Linked DNA regions of Rattus norvegicus: region 1 is linked to region 2. Evidence: chromatin contacts called from public Hi-C data. All regions are on one chromosome and are shown on one strand. Each heading gives the region's core, a stretch centred on a gene start, on an enhancer-like site or on the middle of the called end of the contact. The rest is flanking DNA. Distances are from core to core; before and after follow the strand shown.

Region 1 (3,937 bases), core at 327-2,826, 140 kb before region 2:
CTGTGGAAGTTGGAGCATCACAGGTCTGATGCCTGCCTGTAATCTCAGCATTTAGGAGGTGGAAGCAGGAGGATTGCCCGTTGAGTTTAGGGACTGGGTCTTATGCCAGTCTGGCCTATATCCTTGTCTCAGAAACCCAGTCTATCTGTGTGTGTTCATTCAAAGCACGTGCGTCAGAATGAATAATAAACAGGCTTCCCTTTACTCCAGACAAAAGAGAGTGAAGAGGTGCCCGCCAGGAATGGCTTCCCAGTTGTGAGCTTTTAATAACACACAGAGCTGAGTTAAGCATGATATTTTTTTTAACCTTGACAGATGTGGTAGTTTGAATGTAATTGGCTCATAGGCCTATAGGGAGTGGCACTTTTAGGAGGTGTGGCCTTGCTGACGGAAGTGAGTCACTGCAGAGGTTGGCTCTGAGGTGTCATATGGTCAAGCTATGCCCAGTGTGGTAGACAGTCTGCCTGGAGGTCAAGATGCTTCTCCAGCACCCTGCCTGCCTGCATGCCACCAGGCTTCCAGCCATGAGGAAAATGAACTGAACCTCTGAACTGATACCCAGCCCCAGTGAAATGTTTCCTTTTTTAAGAGTCGTTATGGTCATGGTGTCTGTTCACAGCAATAAAACCCTAACTAAGACAACAGGGAACACTGGCTTTACCAGAATCCCCTTTACCACACTATTTTGAGAGGTTTTGCTTTTAGTATATGTGTAGGGCCAAGCATGGTGGTGCACATCATTAATCCCAGCACTCTAGAGACAGAGGCAGAAGGATGCCTGTGAGTTCAAGAACAGCCTGGTCTACATAACAAGTCCCACGGCAGCTAGGGACACGTACTTAAAACTTAAACAAAAGAACATAAGCTATTACATTTCTCTTCCCCACCCCCTCCGTTTCATTTGCTGTTTCCCCTGGCATTCATTCACTGAAGAACTTCATGTCCAGTATTCCAGACTCCAAGGAAAATCGAAAATCAATCCTCTCTAATTACACTAACCAGAGAGAAGCGCTCCATGCATACAGAAGAAGGGGCAGTGTCTACAAGTAAACAGTTGATTAAGTAGGTTGGCCATGGTTCTGTTCGTTTCTAAATAATCAGATGACTTTTTAAAGTTTCTGTATATAAATTACTTGCCCCCGATTTACAACGCATCTGCACCCCTTTATCCTTTTGAGTTGGAGGGCATTCAAGTTGGGCCTCATTATCCCTCTTTTTGTGTGGGTCACTGTGCATCTCTACCCACTCCTAAGCCCTGTCAGGGGCTGCCAGACCTTTTCAGAACTCTTTGCAAACCTGCAGGAGGAGGTGAAGGCATTTCCTGCTTGCACCAGCGATCGCCTCTGCCCTCCTATCTCTCTTCTCCCACGGCCCATCTGTGCCTCCTCTCTGATCCCTTCCTAGCCACCCCCGCCCTCGGCTGGGTGCTCCCGGCCCCTCCCGTGCGCGTCTGTATTTGGAGCTGCCGGAAGCCGCGGGCGACTCTCCCCGCGAGCAGCGTGACCGACTCGGGCTCCCGTGCAGGGGGGAGGCGGAGGCAGCACAGGGCCTGCGGGAGGAGGGCGCGAGTGGCCGGAGCTGGCTTTGCATCACCGAAGCTGGGACCTGGGCTGTACAGCAGGTCAGGCTGGAGCGCGGAGGGGCGGGGAGAATGGGGGGGCTTGCCTGGGCGCCGGGCACCCCGAGGCTGTCGCTCGCAAGTTGCGTGCCCCGGGTAGAGTGGGTGATGGCCAGGACGCGGGGAAGAAAGGCGAAGCGGACTCAGGGATCTAAGGCCACCCAGATTCGAGGACAAGGGAAGTGAGGACCTGGGATGCGGGGATCCGGGCGCTGGGGCAGTGCTCATCTGGGTCAGCGCAGCTCAGCGCTCCAGCTGCTCGCCGGGCGCTGAGGACCTCGGGTTTGGGACTGGAGGGCCACCCGTGGCCTGCCCGGCCGACAGCCACCGCATCCTAGGCTGGTCTAACTTCGAGGGGTCTCCACTGCTCTGTTCTGAGCCTCCCAAGGGTTCCAGGGTGGGGGTCATTGAAATGGCTCTTGCCAATGCTACCTCAATCCGAAGGTGCTGGAAGGAGAGGAAGGGACCTGGCTTCTGAGCAGAATCTGACTTGAGGCTATGAGTCACTTCTAAAAAATGCGAACGCAACTGATGCTTTGAAGGGACTGCTCTGAAAATGGTACCCCGCGGCGGCTCTCTGACTGCCCCATAGGGGCTTGTTTGTGACATCAGCAGTCTTGTCGTCATCTTCAGGCTGATGGTCCGCCATGCACGTGAGAATGTTTATTCTCATCAACACCACAAAGAGGCTGTGCATTTTAGCCATGTCGGAATCCAGGCGTTCTTTATGTGAGTTTGTGCTTTTAGGACGTGTATTCAGAATTAGGTCTAAACAGTTTACCAAGTGGAGGTGAACTTTGTGCAGCCAAGACTTGGGGCTTTGCCTACATTGTCAGGAAAAGGTAGAATCCCCCTGGCCCCCAACCCCTAAAAGTTAGTTTATCAGAATTGCTTGCAAAGAGAGCACTGCCTGTTCCTTTGGCTGCTTGGTTTGTTGGTAGGCAGAGCCTCACCGTGGAACTCAAAGCTGAGATAACAGGTATGGCTCCTTTGCTTCTTCGAGGCAATCTTACCCTGTACCTAGGCTGGCCAGCAACTCACCATTAGCCCAGGCTAACTTCAAACTCACAATCCTCCAGCTTCGGTTTTCTGAGCGCTGGATTACTGGTAGGCACCTCCACATCTAATGAAGGTGTCTCAGAAGTCTTGCTGACGTAGCTGGGACCACTTTGTAGAAGGTAACAGTGGTGTCTCATGCTTGGAGTGATTTCGATTTGCTGGGGTTTAGTTAGAAGGCAAGCCTGCTGAGGGCAGGGAGGGGGTTGGGTAGTTCAGATAGCTCTGTGTAACCATTTGGGACTGAAAACAGATACAGAAAGCTGGTGGAAATAATTAAACCAATAATTTGCAGCTAGAACACGCTATCTGGACAAGACTGCAGCACCCCCCCCCTTTTTTTTGTTCAAGAAAAGACTTACTTCTCCACGAATCCTCAAATCTGAAAACTCCTTAATAAAGTTAAGATCAAAGGGAGACTCAGGGATGAAAAGAGGAAAAGGAAGCTGACTGTGAGAAATGACAGTGACCAACCAGGTTTTCGAGCAGAAAGTAAGATTTTCCACAAGATGTAGTTTAGCTTGTGGGTGTGACAGAGTGTGGGGTCCCCTAACTTCCTGGCTAAAGAGCTAGGTGGTAAACAAGAGACTTTGAAGCCCTCAGGATTGGCTTAGTAACCACTCAGCTTGGCTGTTGAAAATCAAAAGGGGCTGAGGAGAACATGGAGAGGAAAGGCACCAGCAAGTTTAATAGTGTTAACAGATATGAAATTTGAAATTTAGTTCATTTTCACTTGTAGCGATTTTTCTCCTCTAACACACACACACACATCACAAACACATACTCACAGGCATCAACCACGCACATACACACACAAACACAGGCATGCACACATTTAGTTTAGAGGAAGAAAATTGAAGGAAACAGAAAAGGAATGGTTCTGGGTTTTTGTTTGATTTTTTTCCCCCACCTTCCCACCTCGGGCTAGCGTCTCCGATGGCTAGATTCTCCAACTGCCCGAATTATGCCCAGAAATTAAATACTCACAAGAACAACCTTAACTTACTTTGGACACAATGGTGTTTCATTTTGTTTTGAATATCTCCTAACATATATCTTTATAACGAGGCTTAGTTTTAGTCGTAATTCACCAATTTTGTACTTACGCATCAGGATATGCCGAGCCTAGATGAGTTACGGACATCATATTCAAGGGGGACAACTGTGAACTTACTGTCAAGTGTAGACGAAGGCTTGAGAACAAAAGGCTTGTGAAAAGGTAACTCTCAAAGTATAATATGTGTGTGTGTGTGTGTGTGTGTG
Region 2 (3,561 bases), core at 144-2,643:
CCAGTACTTGGGAGGACTCCATGCCGTTAGAGGCCGGTTTGATCTGTAGAGCAAGCTCCATCCAGGCTAACCCAATCTCAAAACCAACCTAACACACACAGTAAAGCCCGGTGTAACACCCCTGACGAAAGCACTTAGGAGGTAGAGACAAGAGAAGGAACAGCAATTCAAAGCCATCTTTGGTCCCAAAGTGAGTCCAAGGCCAACCTAGGCTACATGACACCCTGTTGGGAGGGAGGGAGGGAGGGAGGGAGGGAGGGAGGGAGGGAAACATTCAAACACACCAAAAGGGAATGTGGGAGAATGTAGCACTGATAAAGTTGTTGTAGAGCGTATATGTATCTATTACTCTTTGCATGTTTCCATGCCGGAAATAGCTTGTTACATTTTTAAGGATATGAACTGTGCACTTTGAACAGTTACTTTGGGAAGGGTGAACCATTGGTTGTCTGTGGTAGGAGATGGAAGGAGCAATTGTCTCCGAGACAAGAGAAACAGCTGATAGGACACTTAGTGAATTTCTGGATGCTCAAACCAAGAGAGTGTCATTACCTAGTTAAAGTGCCTAGTAAATTGTCTGAAAAGGGCCTGGGCACAACTGAAGCAGAAATCACTTACCTGCCTGGGGCTGAGATGGGGATCAACTGTAAGTGGCCATTAGGGATATTTTTAGAATGGTGGAACGATTCTAAAACTGGCTTGTAGTCCCAATTGCACAACTCTGTACATTTATGAATAGCATCCAGTTGTACACTTAAAAATGGGTGGTTCGTATAATTTCAGATTTTGCAACACTAATGTTATTTAAAGAAAAGGGAGGAAAAAAAAAGCTAAAGTTCATATAATTTGGCCTGGCAATCTTTTTTTTTGCAAAAATGTTCTAGGAAAACATACAGATTGGGAAAGAGACAACCACCGTCAGGGAAAATTTTTTTTTAATTATTACTGAGTAATAATATTCATAAGCCAACTCTCCAGGAGTCACTGGTAGCTCCTACTTTCCTTAGCTTGGCCGGAGATATCCGTGGGCTTCAGGCTGGCACACAGATGCTTTCATCCTCGTATCATAAAGAAATCTAGAAGTCAGGAAAACATGATTAGGCACATTTTTAAAACAGACACACACACATACATGCATGCACACAGAGACACAGAGATACAGTCTCATTCTCTCTATCTCTCTGTCTCTCTCACACACATACACATAGAGACAGAGAGAGACAGACAGAGAGAGACAGACAGAGAGAGAGAGACAGACAGACAGACAGACCTGCATATATACTATATTATCTCAAGCAGAGCCTTGCCTGTACTTGCCTGACCTTGAATGACCCAGCTGGACCGTTCTCTTGATTTGGGCTTCAATTCCAACTCAGTATCCAGTTTCTGTGGAGCAAGAGGAGGAGAAGCCAGATGACTGGCTAGACGCCCCACAAGGAATTCTTCAGGGCACCTGGGCCACAGACAGAATGTGTTCCTTTGGTTTGCAAACCAGCCTTTTCTTCTGGTTGAAAGGAGAGATGTCTTTATTGCTTCAATTACCATTACAAGAAGGAAACTTCTAGAGTTGTAATGAAGTCTTTGGGAGAATGGTATATCCCTGTGGGCATTGTGGGAAGGTTTGAAAATGGATTGTTAGAAGAGAAACTTAAAACTCATCTGAATTTTTTACTGGACTCAGATACTTGTGAACCTTACAAAGCACTGCCTCCTCTTGCTCGAGGGTCCCGATTATCTGGGTGAATGTCCTCAGTTTGAGCTCCTGAAATGAGTGCATTTTGAGATGCCTGGACCCCTATCTCAGTTGAACTTCACCTTTAGCCCTCAGACTCTTATCCGGCCAGTGACTTACATGAGAAGAATTGGAGTATTTCTTACTTATTCTGAAGTTTGGGAACAGTCTACCTGGCTTCTATTTGAAATTAATCTTATTGTTTGCCGTCTGTATGGATATTTGTTTTAGCCCCAGTCTCAGAGATAACTGTCAAAACTTAAATTTTAAGCAAATGAGTCCTGTTTCTCTTATCACGGAATCAGATAGGCGTTTCGGATTCGCTAGCGGGTTGTGGGGCTTTTCTGAACATTTTAGCTGCTGCCTCCAAATTAATCCCTTAATTTCACCTCAAGAAAGAGAAACGCTGCCTGTTTGGGATTCTCCCATGTATAGTCATTTCACTCTGTCCTCAGATGACACTTACACACACACACGGACACACACACACACACACGGACATGGACACGGACACGGACATGGTCACATACATACAAACACACACACACAGAGCGGGAGAGAGACATACAGAGACAAACAGAAACAGACACACACATATAGACAGAGACAGGAGAGGGAGAGAGAGGGAGACAAGAGACAGACAGACAGACAGACAGACAGACAGACAGACAGACAGACAGAGAGCAGAGAGTACATACTGCCCCCATGAGTCCTAATCATAAACTCAGGAGGAACTCTGGAGAGTACCTGCTTGGGCACATGGTCATTTTTATTTCTTTGCTTTGGTCCCATTTTTTCCCTTAGGTAATGGGGAGAGTGCCAACAATCTCCATTAATAAGACAGAAGGATGCCACCTGTACCTCAGTAAAGATGCGCTAGACTGTGAGATCGTGAGCGCCAAGTCGTCCGAGATGAATGTCCTGGTCCCTCAGGGTGACGATTATGTAAGTACCTTCCAAAACCCTGCCCAGAAAGGCTTTTGTGGCATGTTCATGTTAGTGTTCTTGGAGAGGGGGCTCATCACTACCATCTCATGAGCTTCCGTTGAAGACAGCAGAACAGGCAGGTGAGTGAGGAAGCCAAAAAATATTCTAATGCTCCTCTTAACATAAGGGTCTACTAGGAAGCTCAACAGAAAGGGCTCAAAACTCTAGAAAAACCTAAGGTTGGGTTCAAGAGCCTCAAAATGGGGCCCAGAATCCGGGTTCTTTGTATGTGCAGTATACATTCATGTCATGACACATGTGGGGGTCAGAGGAAAACCTCAGGTAGTCCTTGCCTTCCTCCAATCTTTTTGAGACAGGGTTTCTTGTTCACCACTCTCTAAGCGTCTGGGGGTTATTCTTTCCTCCCTCCATCTTATCCTAGAAGGGTCGAGACTGCAGGCATGGTTTATGTTTGGGTTTTAGGGGATTCAAACTCAGGCCCTCCTGCTTAGACAGACAAGCACCTTACCCACCGAGCCATCTCCCCAGCCCCAGAATCTTGATTCTTAGCAGGCTCCCAAGTAAGTCCTCCAACCATCGGCCCACTGAACTCTCCATTTAGAAATACTAGCCCAAGTCATTCAGCCAGAACTTCATTTCTTTACGTCCTCTCCCCAGCGAAGCAGTTTCTAGAAGGACCCCATTAGACGTCCACCCATGTCAACGTTGAGTAAGGTTGAGTTAATCTCCTCTCTTAGATTCTGAAGTACAGCAGATCTGCCCATCCTTACTACGTGGAAACGAACACGTAGAGAATTCGAAGTTTAACTGGGCAGGCAGGACAGGAGAAGGCAGCAAACAAGAGAGTCAGCAAGTTGCTTTCAAGAGAAGGGCCACATCGG

What was found. Hi-C and Micro-C count contacts between places; a contact is called where the count stands out from the background.
Region 1: a Hi-C map of psoas muscle shows a contact between it and region 2, with 3 times the contacts expected there. The contact joins the promoter of Cap2 here to the enhancer-like site in region 2. A contact is called at or near these places in 2 of 12 Hi-C or Micro-C datasets (prefrontal cortex and psoas muscle) and 1 of 1 datasets of contacts at active chromatin or transcription factors (oligodendrocytes).

Annotation. Positions count from the first base shown.
Region 1 is chr17:18,407,202-18,411,138 of GRCr8, reverse strand. It overlaps Cap2 (cyclase associated actin cytoskeleton regulatory protein 2), which reads left to right and starts at 1,576. Exons shown (of 13, transcript NM_053874.1): 1 at 1,576-1,621. LOC120097855 (a long non-coding RNA gene) reads right to left here and starts at 2,185. Exons shown (of 2, transcript XR_010059109.1): 1 at 2,051-2,185.
Region 2 is chr17:18,265,188-18,268,748 of GRCr8, reverse strand. It overlaps Cap2 (cyclase associated actin cytoskeleton regulatory protein 2), which reads left to right. Exons shown (of 13, transcript NM_053874.1): 12 at 2,537-2,677. Among named protein-coding and RNA genes, the nearest start is that of Fam8a1, 25 kb to the right of the region's middle. Within about 2 kb of position 1,393, at least 3 of the 93 cell types and tissues checked have an H3K27ac peak or open chromatin away from gene starts, as enhancers often do.